Regions from separate parts of the Mus musculus genome. Here all the other regions are linked to region 1. A link is a contact called in public HiChIP or PLAC-seq data. All regions are on one chromosome and are shown on one strand. Each heading gives the region's core, a stretch centred on a gene start, on an enhancer-like site or on the middle of the called end of the contact. The rest is flanking DNA. Distances are from core to core; before and after follow the strand shown.

The links. HiChIP or PLAC-seq counts read pairs in DNA pulled down with a chosen protein or histone mark.
Region 2: a contact with region 1 is called in an H3K4me3 HiChIP or PLAC-seq map of embryonic midbrain, with 5 times the contacts expected there. The contact joins two enhancer-like sites. A contact is called at or near these places in 9 of 115 datasets of contacts at active chromatin or transcription factors (embryonic basal ganglia, embryonic fibroblasts, embryonic forebrain and 5 more) and 1 of 9 other capture datasets (embryonic stem cells).
Region 3: a contact with region 1 is called in an H3K4me3 HiChIP or PLAC-seq map of embryonic midbrain, with 4 times the contacts expected there. The contact joins two enhancer-like sites. A contact is called at or near these places in 2 of 115 datasets of contacts at active chromatin or transcription factors (embryonic midbrain and forebrain).

The regions. Positions count from the first base shown.
Region 1 is chr2:137,704,643-137,709,068 of GRCm38.p6, forward strand. All of the region lies in intron 5 of Gm14064 (a long non-coding RNA gene), which reads left to right. Among named protein-coding and RNA genes, the nearest start is that of Gm14064, 43 kb to the left of the region's middle. Within about 2 kb of position 1,594, at least 55 of the 459 cell types and tissues checked have an H3K27ac peak or open chromatin away from gene starts, as enhancers often do.
Region 2 is chr2:137,096,173-137,100,536 of GRCm38.p6, forward strand. Jag1 (jagged 1) reads right to left here. Exons shown (of 26, transcript NM_013822.5): 5 at 3,884-3,944; 6 at 21-151. Among named protein-coding and RNA genes, the nearest start is that of Jag1, 18 kb to the right of the region's middle. Within about 2 kb of position 2,994, at least 62 of the 459 cell types and tissues checked have an H3K27ac peak or open chromatin away from gene starts, as enhancers often do.
Region 3 is chr2:136,912,018-136,916,027 of GRCm38.p6, forward strand. All of the region lies in intron 2 of Slx4ip (SLX4 interacting protein), which reads left to right. Among named protein-coding and RNA genes, the nearest start is that of Slx4ip, 22 kb to the left of the region's middle. Within about 2 kb of position 2,539, at least 42 of the 459 cell types and tissues checked have an H3K27ac peak or open chromatin away from gene starts, as enhancers often do.

The DNA.
Region 1 (4,426 bases), core at 344-2,843:
TCCAATTCTGGGAGTCCCAAGTCCGGATTTGCTGCCTCATGGGTTTCCACGGTGGGGAGTTCTATTTATTTATTTACTGTGGATTGTTATTTTTTCCTTCACTCTCTGGAGCCAGGAAGGGGTGAGTGGATGATAGAGTTGGGTGCTCTGAGTTAATGACTAGCTCTGTATTCAAAAGCTCGTCTGCTTTTGTCCTCACCTGACGCCTCAGTGCTGCCAATGAGTGGGAATTAATTTTACTGAGACCTCTCTGCTCCTTAAAGGAAGAAAAGAAAAAAGAAAAAGAAAGAAAGAAAGGAAAAAAAAACTGCTCACTTGGCTGGAAATGCCTTGACAGAAGGCAGAGCAGCCGGTCACATTCGAATACTGTGTCCTCTGGATTTGGGGGCAGAGAGGGACTGGCAGATCCAGGCAGAAGGAGTGTGGCTAGAGTTATAGAGACAGCCTATCAACAGCTCTCCTGCTCAAGGCATACCCTTTCCTGCCGCTCCCCACGGAATCTGTGCACGACCCCCAGCATCTTTCCCAACAATCAACTCCCCATAAGAAGGTAATCATCTTATGGCAAATTGGAGAAGAAGAAAAGACAGTCTAAGAAAATGTTAGGATAATAGAAAACTCTTCAGTGTTGTAACCATCTGGTGCGTTGTGCTAACAAAAGGGGTGATAATTGAGTGCCCAGTAACTTCTTTTGGTCCTAAATAATGGTCACTCACCCCGATTTGTGTTCTTCACAAGAGTAATTCGCCATCATTTCACACCGCATCTGCACCACATCTCTGCTCTCAATGGCGCCTTACATATAAGTTACCACACTTAATTAACTCCACATCATTCTCTTACAAAGAAAAGTTTGTGTGGAGGCCCGAGTGGCAAAGAATCACAAATGAGACTTTAGTGATACTTGCTTTGTGGAATAAATGGAGATTGATGGGAGCTCAAGCCACCAGGGGTTGGCTCCTGGTTGGGGCAGGGTAGAGATGTGCCCCACAGCTTTAGGTTGGGCAACAGCTGTGGATAAGCTTAGACAGGCGGCCTTGTGGCCATGCTTGCTCTGGGAGGGATGGGAACCCATTGTCCCATAATCTCGCTTTTGAAATTGTGCTACAATTGATTCGATCTGATTTCTAAGGTACTGTCACCAGAGCATCATTAAACGTCTTTTAAGAAACCAGAGAATAGACTAGATCACCAAAGGCGGCTTTGTTGGCCTCTTCGCAGATTTTCTTTAACATGTGCTCCTGTCACCCCCTCCTCAGACAGAAGGGATGAAGCCTGCAAGTGCAGAACAATTAACGTGGGTAATTTTAGTTTCTCTTTAATTAACACCCCAAAAGTTATTGCAAAAATGAAAGCAATAATTCAAAAACAGGAGCTTTAAAATCTTGTTTCTTCGTGGACTGAGAATAATGTTTTCACACTCTTATGGCTAGACATAAAACTCACTAAAATGATCACTAGCTGCTAGTGCTGCTGCTGCTGCTGCTGTTGCAGCGCACACACACACGCGCACACACACACACACATTCTTGTGCGTGGGCATGAGCTTTCCTCTACAAATGGATTAAAAGGCTTAAAAGGTGTCTCCTCTAGAGGCGGTGTGAGCAACAGCCAGCCTGGCAGCTTGAGCCTAATGAGGACATTAATCAGCGGAATAAAGACGAAAGGATGAAAGCAGAGATTCTTCCAGTCTCCCAGTTATCTTACTTATAAGCAAATTAGCAACTCTTTATCCTCTCTTTAAATGATAAGGAGGGAGCCACTTTGGGGACATTTAAGATATTTCTCACAATAAGTGTCAAAATACCCAGAAAGCTCCCGGGGGTCCACCTCCCACACACAGAATGACCTTCATTTGTTTATCTAAATGCTGACAAATTGCAGTATTTTAACAGCCTATCTGTAGGCTTGGCTTCATTTGCATGGTGTGCCCCCTATCTTTGAGTGGATAATGAGGCTCAACATAAAGCCCCCATTGAATGCTCCACAGAGCCCGACAGTGATGAATACTGAGCTGGAGAATTAGGTGCTGTGGAGAAGAATATGCTATTGTGTGTAACCCCTATCCTTTCATCTTTCCTGCTGCTCACTTTCAGGTCTTTCAAGGAAACTGCCTCTGTCCCCTTCCCCCCCACCTCCTAGTGTCTTTTACTTCCCTTTCACTCTGAATGGGCACCATCTTCCAAATCGGCAGCTCAGCCTCGCAGCTATTTTAGTGACTCTAATTATGATGCCCTCTTATCCTATGAAATGCTAGAGGTTTCCTTTCACGGTGTGAGCCACTGAGAAAAGCCATAAGCCATTGTCCCAGGAGCATTTGGTCATCCACCCACTGGATTCTCAGATCCTCGCTTTTGCATTGCAGAATCCAGCCACCTTCTGTCCGAAACAGCCAGCTGCTGTCACCAACAGAGTCTTCACAGAGTACACCCTCTGGGCAGAGATAGTGTTTAGGAAAGTTAAAGAATCTGGCGATTTGAATTTCATTAGAAGTCTAGTATTGTGAAAACACATGCCTGGCCTTCTGTAGGTTCATCTGATACTGCTTATATTTTTTCAACCAACTGAGAGAATATTTAGCATAGTTGCAATGAGCTATGCAGCATGGACAGTCTCTCTGGGGAAGAATGAATGCTTTCCCACCCTAGAAGGCATTCCTTAATGTGATAAGTGGGCAAAGCTTTTGGTGATAAAACAAAAGACTTTCAGTATATGTTTGGTAAGGTCCTGGAGAAGGATAGAGACGGAAGACTGCTTCATCTTCAAAACAAAGAGGTCAGGAAAGCTAAGAAATGTGTCCCAAGTCACAAGGGGACTCTGTGAAGGAACCTTGTCCCTAGCTGAGGGCTGGAAGAGGCAGGAGCCAGCTTTTTTTTTTTTTTTTTTTGGTAAATTTCCTTTTGGGCTGGTTCATCATGCTTATTTCCCTTTCTGTGGGCAAGGATCCTTGCCAGTTTAGTTTTAATAGGCAAGACTATTTACAAAGATGGATGGTAATTCCTAGACCTCTGCATCTTCCCACTCAGGTTGCTGGTTCTAGGATATAGTGCCCCTAATTCTCTAATTCTAACAGTAACTCTTACGCCAGTAACTCTTCGCTTTTAGTAGCTTTCCAGGTTAGCTGGCCATGTAAGCACAGCCTCGAATTCTGGCTTCTTGAATTCCCTTACTCCGCTCAGTGAGGCAGAGAAAGTACTAGTAATAAAATCTATTGAGCTGCTTGGAAACTAGCTACTAGCTAAAGACTAACTAGCTACTAGCTAAAGACTAACTAGCTACTAGCTAAAGACTAACTAGCTACTAGCTAAAGACTAACTAGCTACTAGCTAAGACTAACTAGCTACTAGCTAAAGACTAACTAGCTACTAGCTAAAGACTAAGAATCCATCCAACCTTCTGATTTTGACCCTGTGAAACGAGACACACTCTTCTAGTCCTTAGTAACTTTACTTATGAATCTTCACTGTGATATTGTTTTTTTTCCTTGAATCATCACTGTAGTACATAACCATTATAGAAAACATGGAAGTTAAAAAATGTATTTTACTCCTAACCGTTTCCAATTTACCATCTGATCTTCAGTAATCCATTACTTATTGTGTGAAGCCCATCAGTCTTCCAAATATGTCAATAATAATTTTCATGGCTATGTACTTCTTTTCATTGACATATTACATTTTTTTGTCTTAGAAACAATTGTTCTATAGTATATATTATTGGATCTAAGGAGTACTGTTTTATAGTCAGTAATACAAGCCTACAAAGTTCCATGGCATGAGGTGAACAATAACAGAAGTTAACAACAGGTGTGGATGCTTGTTTATGTAGTTTGTGTACCAGAACCATTAAAAATTTATAAAATAGGAACAAATGGGAAAACATTCTGACGTTCTGGTTTCAGTTCTACTGCCTAAGTGTAGGTAAGTTCCTTATCATGTCTCAGTCATCTTTTTGTTCAGCTTCAAAGGATGCATAACAAGGTTTTGTCATCTAAAATACTTATAATGACTTTTGGTCACATGCCTTAGACATTTAGTACAGTGCATTGTAAACATGGAAGAGTCTGTTGAAAAGTAAAAGCTTAAGAAAGAGACTTATAAAACCTTCAGGACTTCTCTGTGATTGATTCTCTTACCCCAAGAAGGGTGTTCACAGAGTCTCAGTCTTTCTCATGGCTTGGGAAGAAACTGGATGAAGGTATATTTGCCCCCCCTTATGTACAAATCCCAGGAACCTGCCCCTGCCTAACTTCAAGGGCCATTGAGAAATAGTTGGAAAACCATCTGTACTAATGAGGTGAAGGAGTGACTGATAAAGTTGTTGTACATGCTCTTTGTAAGTTAATGACTTATATCTGTTTGTATCAGGATGTACTGCCCCTATAGCACTGAGTTGACATATGTAGTACCATTCAAGTGCTAACTTT
Region 2 (4,364 bases), core at 1,744-4,243, 610 kb before region 1:
AGGCTTCACAATGGTCATACCTTTGTCACAGAGCTGTCCACCCCAGTTGGTCTCACAGAGGCACTGCCAGGGTTCATTGCAGGTGCCGTGGACACATCCTGGGTGCGGGATGCACTTGTCGCAGTACAGGCCCTGCCAACCGTACTGGCACCTGCAGACAAACAGCCGGGGATGCACATAGTTACAACACACAGCTATTTCTGGGTTTTGCCCCCTGAAAAGGACAGGATGGCAGATTTTTCAGACTTTCACAGGGTTCTGTATGAGTAACCTCACAGTTGGCCCAAAGTGTGTCCTCTCAGCATACCCTGACAAAAGAAGAGCTATCCAGGGAGCGGCCAGCATGGGGTGCCCTGCACAAAGCCATTCTCTTCTCAGTCTCTCAGGAATTGAACCAAGGGGTGGGGATGGGAATAAATCAATCCCAAGTCCTCATCAGGACAGACCATACAAGGGAAGGAGCCTCTGGTGACACCAGCTGTGCAGCTCTGCAACAATGCACATGAAGCCCCACTCTGCTCAGAGTGCACAGGATTCAGGGCCACAGGGTGCCAGGGTAGCACCTCGCTGGTTTTGTAGACTCAAATGGGAAGGAGAATGGCCTCCTTACAGAGCCCTGGATCTCTAAACCAATCTCTGTAGGAAGGAGAGAGGGGAACGGGGAACGGCAACACTGGGAACCAATTCATATATAATTTATGACCCATTACCCAAGCCAGGCATGCTGATTTATAGTTATTTTTCACTTTAGAAAAAAAGAGGGGGGGGGTCAGAAGAGAGGGGCCAAGCTTGATTTGTCTAGCTTTGAGGGAGCTGGGTCTCCTTTCTAAGAGTTCAAGACTTCTTTTGAGGTCAGATGGAATGTCTGATGCCCAAACAAAACCACAAACATGAACCTTCACCTGGGGTGGGACAGGGCAAGGTCTCAAAACCACTTTCCCCTTAAGTTAGTTTCAAGCCCTCTGCAATTTGAACCTCCCTCTCAAAATCAAGCTTTAACAAAGGGCCCTCTTGGAAAGGCAGGGCCCAGCCACCCACCGGCATGCTGATAACAGAGTGAAGATGGAGCAGATGTTGGGCCTGCAGAATCAGCCCAGAGCAGGGCCTAGGGAAATGCAGGATCAGATCCAAAGCCCTGTGAACTTCTCTGCTGTGACTCTTGGGGGGCGGGGAGCGGGGGGCGGGGGCGGAGGGGGAGGGGAGGAACTTTGCTTTCAGTTCCAGAGAGCTGGAGGCAAAGGAGCAAATCCTGGTCATGGGAAAATTATAGAAATCTAGCTATTAGCTAATCACCCAGGCTGAGAAGCCACTGAACCCTTGAGAATCCTGACTACTTCCTAACCTCTATCTACACCCAAACACCGACAGACAACCACTAGAATGTGGGGCTTAAAAGTTAATCAGACACAGGAGTCTGGCATCTCTAAACTAGACCATCAGTTTAAATGACAAATGACTATTGAAAAGACTGATCTAAGGACAGAGTATGCCACTAGATGGGAACCATTCTCTTCAGAGGCAGACACCCAAGTCAGTGGGAGGTAGGAGGGTGGGAAGCCATTCTGTCAGATCAATATTCTTAGCTTAGAAGACATGAGGTAACTGATGGGACCACAATCCTCTGTCCTCCCGCGTTGTCCCAAGTGAAGCGTCACTACACGTCTTCAGTTTGCCTAATAAAACCAAGCCGGACGGCTGAGGACCCAACCAACCTCCTAATTAATGAAGGCTCAATGCCCAAGCCTAAAAAAGCAACCATAGGAGGCCATGGATGACTTCAAACAAGAACAAATAAAAATCCTGACCCTAACAGAGGCATCTACCACGTTATCCCGGGGTAATGATAGATGATTAGCAGCCCCATGAGAAGCTGACGTTCTGGAGATGATGATTCATAATTAAGTTTGATATTATTGTCAGGCTGGCACGAAACCAGTCTGTACACCCAGTAAGGGACAACCCAAGTCCACCTGAGACCAACAAAATCAGTGAAGTTTTCTCCTGTGGGTGAGTCAACAACAACAACAACAACAACAACAAAGCTCATGTAATACATAACCCAAAAGACAACTTACAGGTAACTTGTAATGCAACTATTTCGGGAGCAGGACTCAACCTGAACTTCCTTAGCTGGAAGGTTCTGTTTTGATTTTCTTTCAAGGCAGAGAGAAGGAACTGGGCTGGGAGACTATGCAAATGGCGTGTGGGAAAGTTGCACCTTAAGTAAATAAGAGCACTGGTGCATGTCTGGGCAGGGAGTGGGAGGTGAGACTTCGAAAGAGAAAGGGCTCAATTCTGGAAACAAAGCCTGTTGTTCTGGCTAGGAGGGCCCTCCCCTGCCCAGCAGGGTGTTTATTCTGATGACAGTAGCACACATCTCGCTGATGCTATCGGAGCAGGGAGCAGGCTCAGAGGCTGGAGAATAACTAGCGCTCTTACTTTCTCCAGAACAGCCTTAATTAGCAGAGTCATTGAAGGTAGGTTTCTGCTCCACCTCTGACAAAGATGCTGTTGGATGCCGGGTCAGCTGTGACCAGGCCCGTTCCTTAGTGGGCAAATCCTATTCAGGCTTCCTGGAAATCAACTTTCAAAAGCAGGAAGAAACAATTCCAGGACAACCTGTTCTTAGTTTACTCCCGCTGCCTTGGATCTCTTAAGCATCAAGTTTGCACTCCCATGGTTGGGGAAGAGAACTCAGGGTGGGGCTAAGAGTCATCAAGGTTAAACCTATGGGTGGCTGGTTAAAGCAGTAGCCCGCGTGTTTGCTGAGGGATAAATCACTGAGCAAAGTTGTCAAATACAGACTCCTAGGCCCAACCAAGGCCTGGGAAATCTGTGCCAGTTGTGGGAACTGGGAACCTGCACTTCTAACAATTCTCTGTAAATTCTACAGTTTGGTGACCAAAAACTGTTTTTTTGTTTTGTTTTGTTTTAGTAAGGGCACCAGGCACCTCCTTCTATGGGTTTGTGCCTTTAGACTGTTTCAAAACTGTCTTTGGCTCAAGTCAGTGCAGCCTTTCAGAGCAAAGGTGACAGGACTTGAAGAGGGTCCACTTAGTGTCTCATCAAATTTGCTAATTCTGAAAGGCTTCAGGGAGAATAAAGCCTGAGACCAGTCAAAAATGCCACAGACCCCAAAGGTATTTCCTGAAACAAGTCTTTTTCCAAATTGGCATAATGTACATTTCAAAAAGCCCCCAAAACCGGCATCGGAAGGGGAAACAGGCTGGGTAGGTTTCCGTTTGGTTTCAGTATTGTCCCTGGACCATAAAGAGCAGACTTCAAAGGCCAGCAGCAAAGTCTACATTCATCAGGCTCCACCGAGCAGATTCCAGCACAGCCATTAACCTCCAGCAACAGCGCAGCTCCCACTGCAAAGGGGCCAGGAGATTGTACTAATCCCATTCTAAAGAATGCTGGACTTTTGCCTATTGATGGGAAAAGTGGGGGAGGGTGCCAGAGGAAAAGCCAGGGTGGAGGAGGAGACAGGGGAAACAAAGCTTCGTCCCAGTCCAGTACATTAGCACTTAAGGAAGATTACAAATAGGTCTTACCAATTTACAGAACAGTTAATACACAAAGATGCCAGCTATGCCCATTAAGGATTTTGGTTTGGGGTTTTGACTAAACCCACCCGCCAGCACCAATGAAGAAGGGTGCATTCCACCAAACAGCTGGTATGATTCATTATGCTTCTCATGTGCTTGTTTTGTTTTGTGTTTTCCCCTAATTTTTTCATCCTCCAAAGAAAATAACGAGGCACATTCATAAGGAAGTCAGTTTTTCTGTCTTGCATCAAAGAGAAAGGGAGAGAAAGGGCAGGGGTGGGGTGGGGAGGGGAGAAAGTGATTGATTACTAGAGTTCAATTAGTTGGTCATTTACCTGCAGTCACCTGGAAGTTTACAAGACCCATGCTTGGGACTGCAGCCCTGTCGGCAGATAGCTGGAAAAAAAATCGGAAAGTTACATTAGCGCTGTCTATGCCTTTCGGGCCACAGTTATGTAAATGGTCTAGTACATAGAATTGGGGGCCCAATAAATCCAGGTTCAAACTCCAAGGCCATGTTAGTAGAACCTCAAGTCACAACATTGTTTGGGGACAAATGATTAGGGGGTTCCTCAACATGCTTATTCCTTGAGCCCTGTCAGGGCCTAGTTCCCCCCTCATCAAGAGGAAAAATGAAGATATTCATTCATTCATTTGCCTTCCCTGCCCCAACATGGTCCTAGCATGGTATTTTCAGGTGAGCCTCCCACTAAATGCCTGGTTTCAACAATCCCATGGAGCTAAAAAACCAGGCAAGCTGATCTTGCAGACAAGTAAGCTTACAAGCTGTTCTATACTTGCTCACAGAAAGAAAGA
Region 3 (4,010 bases), core at 1,289-3,788, 790 kb before region 1:
TCTGTTTTCTTGGATTAGTTCGGTATTACAGCAAAGTCTACGATTCTTTTGGCCACGAAGACTGCTTTCCCACTTCCCCTCCCAACCACTTACTGTTTCGTGGGTGGGAAAATTTTTGTTGTGAGAGTTGATTAATTAGAAGGGATTCCTGGCTTCCCTAGCAATGGCAGCCTGGGAAGATTACAGAGCCTGGCTTAGTGACAGGCAGGCCAATCTGTATTTAAGGAAAACTTGGACCAGCCAAATTTCCCTGGAATGTGGATCTGGCTTTGTCTTCTACAGGGAATGTGCAGTGACCCTTTGCCCCTTCCCACCACTGTAGAAGGCTGACAGCATCTCCTTTTGCTGGTCCATACTGTCCACTTTTTCTTTGGGGTCTGTGGGGAAGTACTGGTGTAAAAAGCCTGAGTTGTTTTCTAAAGTTGAAATATAATAGGTGTAAATGTTTATTAATGCATAAAAAGGAAATGAGTTTACTATATTTTAAATTTTTCTTTATATCTTTATTATTTATGCTTTTTCTTTCTCCTGGTAGCAATTTTAGTTTTATACTGAGATCTACATTTCAGCTAACATTTCATCAGTCTTTGCATTTGTAGAACACCAGAAAAAGTTAAATATGCTCAAATATTGATGTGATTTCCTTGTTATAGTAAAAGCGAATGGGAAGAGCAATGCATTGCATTTCTAGAGAAAGAGACAGCTGAATAGAGATTGGCTGTCAGGCTTTTGTCTTGCTAGCTTCCCTCTGTGAATCACTTACAGCCTGTGTCCTAGGTTTTTGGTGTACCTAAAGGGGAATGCGCCACTGACTGTGTCACCATTGCTTATTTGAAAGTTGATGCATTGATCTGGTATGAAGCATTGAAAACAAGATTGCAGCAGGTATTTCCATATAGGGTGAGTTCTACTTACTGACCTTCTGGATGTTAAGAAAGATTGAAGTGAAGCGCTCCAAAAGAACAATTAAAGGCACTTCAAGTAATCCTGGTATTTATAAGAAATACAGCTGAGAGGAGAGCGACCTGTATCCCTGAGAACACTTTTCCAATATTTGTCTTTGCCTAACTTTGAAAGCCTAAGAAGGATAAGTGTATTCCTTCTCCTGAGTCTTAAACTCACCACTTTCCCAACCTCTTCAGCTGTTTCTTTTGAGAGCTCTGTTCTTTTGAAGGCTTTGGGCTGTAGTGCCGTGGCTGGCAATGTGCTCCGAGTGTGCAGACTGCTGTTGCTGCATTGCCAGATTGGGAAATGTGTGCAGCTAGGTGTGTGCTGCTTACTTGATGGAACTGGAACAAAACTGCTAGCAGCTTTCTGACATTACCCAGCTCAAACTATCATGGCTGTGGAGGTTTGGGGTACCTTCTTACACCATAGGAGAGTTGCTGTGGGTATTGATGGCTTTGCAGCAAGAGGATGTATTTGTTTTGAAATAAAGCTTCTTTTACCAAGTGTTCTCTGTCAGTTCTCAGGCCTCCCTGTCACAGTCTGTTTCCTTGGAATAAAACCTGTTTTTGTTTCCTTTTTTTATAACTGAAAAATGTTTCATGTTTTCTTCTACTTGCCAGACTGCTCCAGGTTTGCCTGATGAATGAGTCTTGTTTTCTTTGATATAGAAACCAAATATTCCTATGCTAATTATACTTACTTTATGTTCAGTGCCCAGTAGGTGCATCTTATTGTCACACATTGCACACATTGTCCTAGAACACCCCCGAGAAGGACTTCTCCTCTGTTTCTTTTATGTCACGGGACCTGAATACTCTAGGATATTACCGAGGTGACCAGTACCACTCCTTCTGTGTTTTTTCCTCATAACTTCTTTTTCTGGACAGGTAATGTGTAATCTTCAATTTGTGGTATATCCTTTACTTAAAAGTTCTGTCTTTCTCTATTTCTGCCATAGGTGTTCCTAGTGACTTTTAAAATAATTCTTTTACAAGCAGCTTCTGTTTATTTGTAATTGTTTATGCATGCTGTATGTGTGTGTACTTGATTGTACACATGTTCACATATGTGTAGCCAGAGGCCAACCTGGGGTGTCATTCCTTAGCATCCACCTGTACCTTTTGAGACAGGGTGTCTTAGTGGCCTGGAACTCAGCAAACAGGTTTGACTGGCTGGTCTGCAGGTCCTAGGGATCCACTGGTCTCTGCCTCCACAGTGGGGAGATTAAAGATGTTCTCAATTTTTCTTTGTGAGTTCTCTGGATCAAAGTTAGATTCTCATGCTTGCATTTTACCCTCTGAGCTACTTCCACAGCACACCAACAGTTAGCCAATTAATTCTTCTTAAACAGATAACAGAATGACAACATGTAGAGTTCACTTCTATGTCATTCAACATTAAACTGTAACACTATTTTCTTATAATGATTTTGTTTTTCCTGATGCACATGCAAAGTATGTGTTTTATTTTATCTTCTAGTGTTAAAACAATCTTTACTAGAAAGGTAGACTCAGGATCCTTCACCAACTGTATGGATTCTCTCTAAAGGCTGTAGAGGGCATCATTGTTCTATGTTTCCTAAGGTAACTTCTCTAGATACTGTGATCCAAGAAAGCAGGCCGACTGAATTGCTGTTAAAATGGATGGCTCAGTCTCAGATTATCACGGAACCTTAAATTCTGGTCTGCTTGCCCATTGGTTGTGTATATAGGTACTCCAGAGTCTGTTATACACACGTGTATTTCTCTTGCTTCCATCCCAACATACTTACTAGGATACACCACACTGGACACTACAGTGAAAACAATCACAACTACCAGAACTATCCAGAGTGGCCTTGAGAAATTATTCTGAGACTGGCAGAGGCTATCTGCTGGGTGCTTTGTTCTAGGGTCAAGAATCTAGAACTGCTGTGCTAGGAGGAAGAATCCCCTTGTCTTTGGAAAGCCTTGTGGGCCCAGGCCTATCCTAACAGTAAACGTTAGAAGGGGCCGAGGGGGACTGACACATGTTGTCCTGGTTAGTGCTCTTCCTCCTCTCTTCTTCTCATTGTTCTAGTCAATGCCAGTTTGGGGATATTTGGTTAAGGAAGTTAGGGGTGAGGTGGGTATTGTGTATCCCTGTAGTTCACAGTTCCTGAGAATTCTGTGGCACTGTCTTAAGTGTGCAGCCATGTCCTCATTACCCATACAGTCTAAATATGCATAGTGCTTACTTACTCTCTTAGATATTTCTCCTGGAGTACCTTACAGAACATAGCCATTAAGTAATACAGGAAATTAGGCTTCTGCATGTGTCATTCTGTCACATGTGAGTAGCATGTGACAGTACTTTGATCTTAAGACTTCTTTGTCATTTGGCTGCTATTTGTTATTTATATAGTTATTTGACAACCCTTTGTACTCACACATGTGCATATACCTACATGCGATATTTGTGTGACATTAGAAAAGAATGCTCTACTGTGTGCTTCACAAAAGTATGACATCATGAAGATTCTGGTAAAGCAGATAGCAGGTCAAGCACCCCAGTTTTCATTACTTGAAAAATCTATTATCTGTTTTATTTTTTTATTTTTTAATTTTTTAATTATGTATTTTCTTCATTTACATTTCCAATGCTATCCCAAAAGTCCCCCATACCCTCCTCCCCCACTCCCACTTCTTGGCCCTGACGTTTCCCTGTACTGGGGCATATAAAGTTTGCAAGACCCATGGGCCTCTCTTTCCAATGATGGCCAACTAGGCAATCTTCTGATACATATGCAGCTAGAGACACCAGCTGGGGCGGGGGGGGGGGTTACTGGTTAGTTCATATTGTTGTTCTGTTATGTACTAGTATTGGCATCTTGTTCATGATGTCATTTCTATAAATTTTTTGTCATTTGTGCCTGCTTCTGTAGGTTATTTTATAGCATGTCTTGAAATTAATTTATTTCTGTGTGTGTATGCACATGCATGTGCACTAGTTGGAGATCAGAGGGGACAGCCTTGGGGTTTGGTCCTTATCTTCCACTTTGTGACTGTGTTTCTAGTTCCCCCCTGCATGTGCCAGACTAGCTA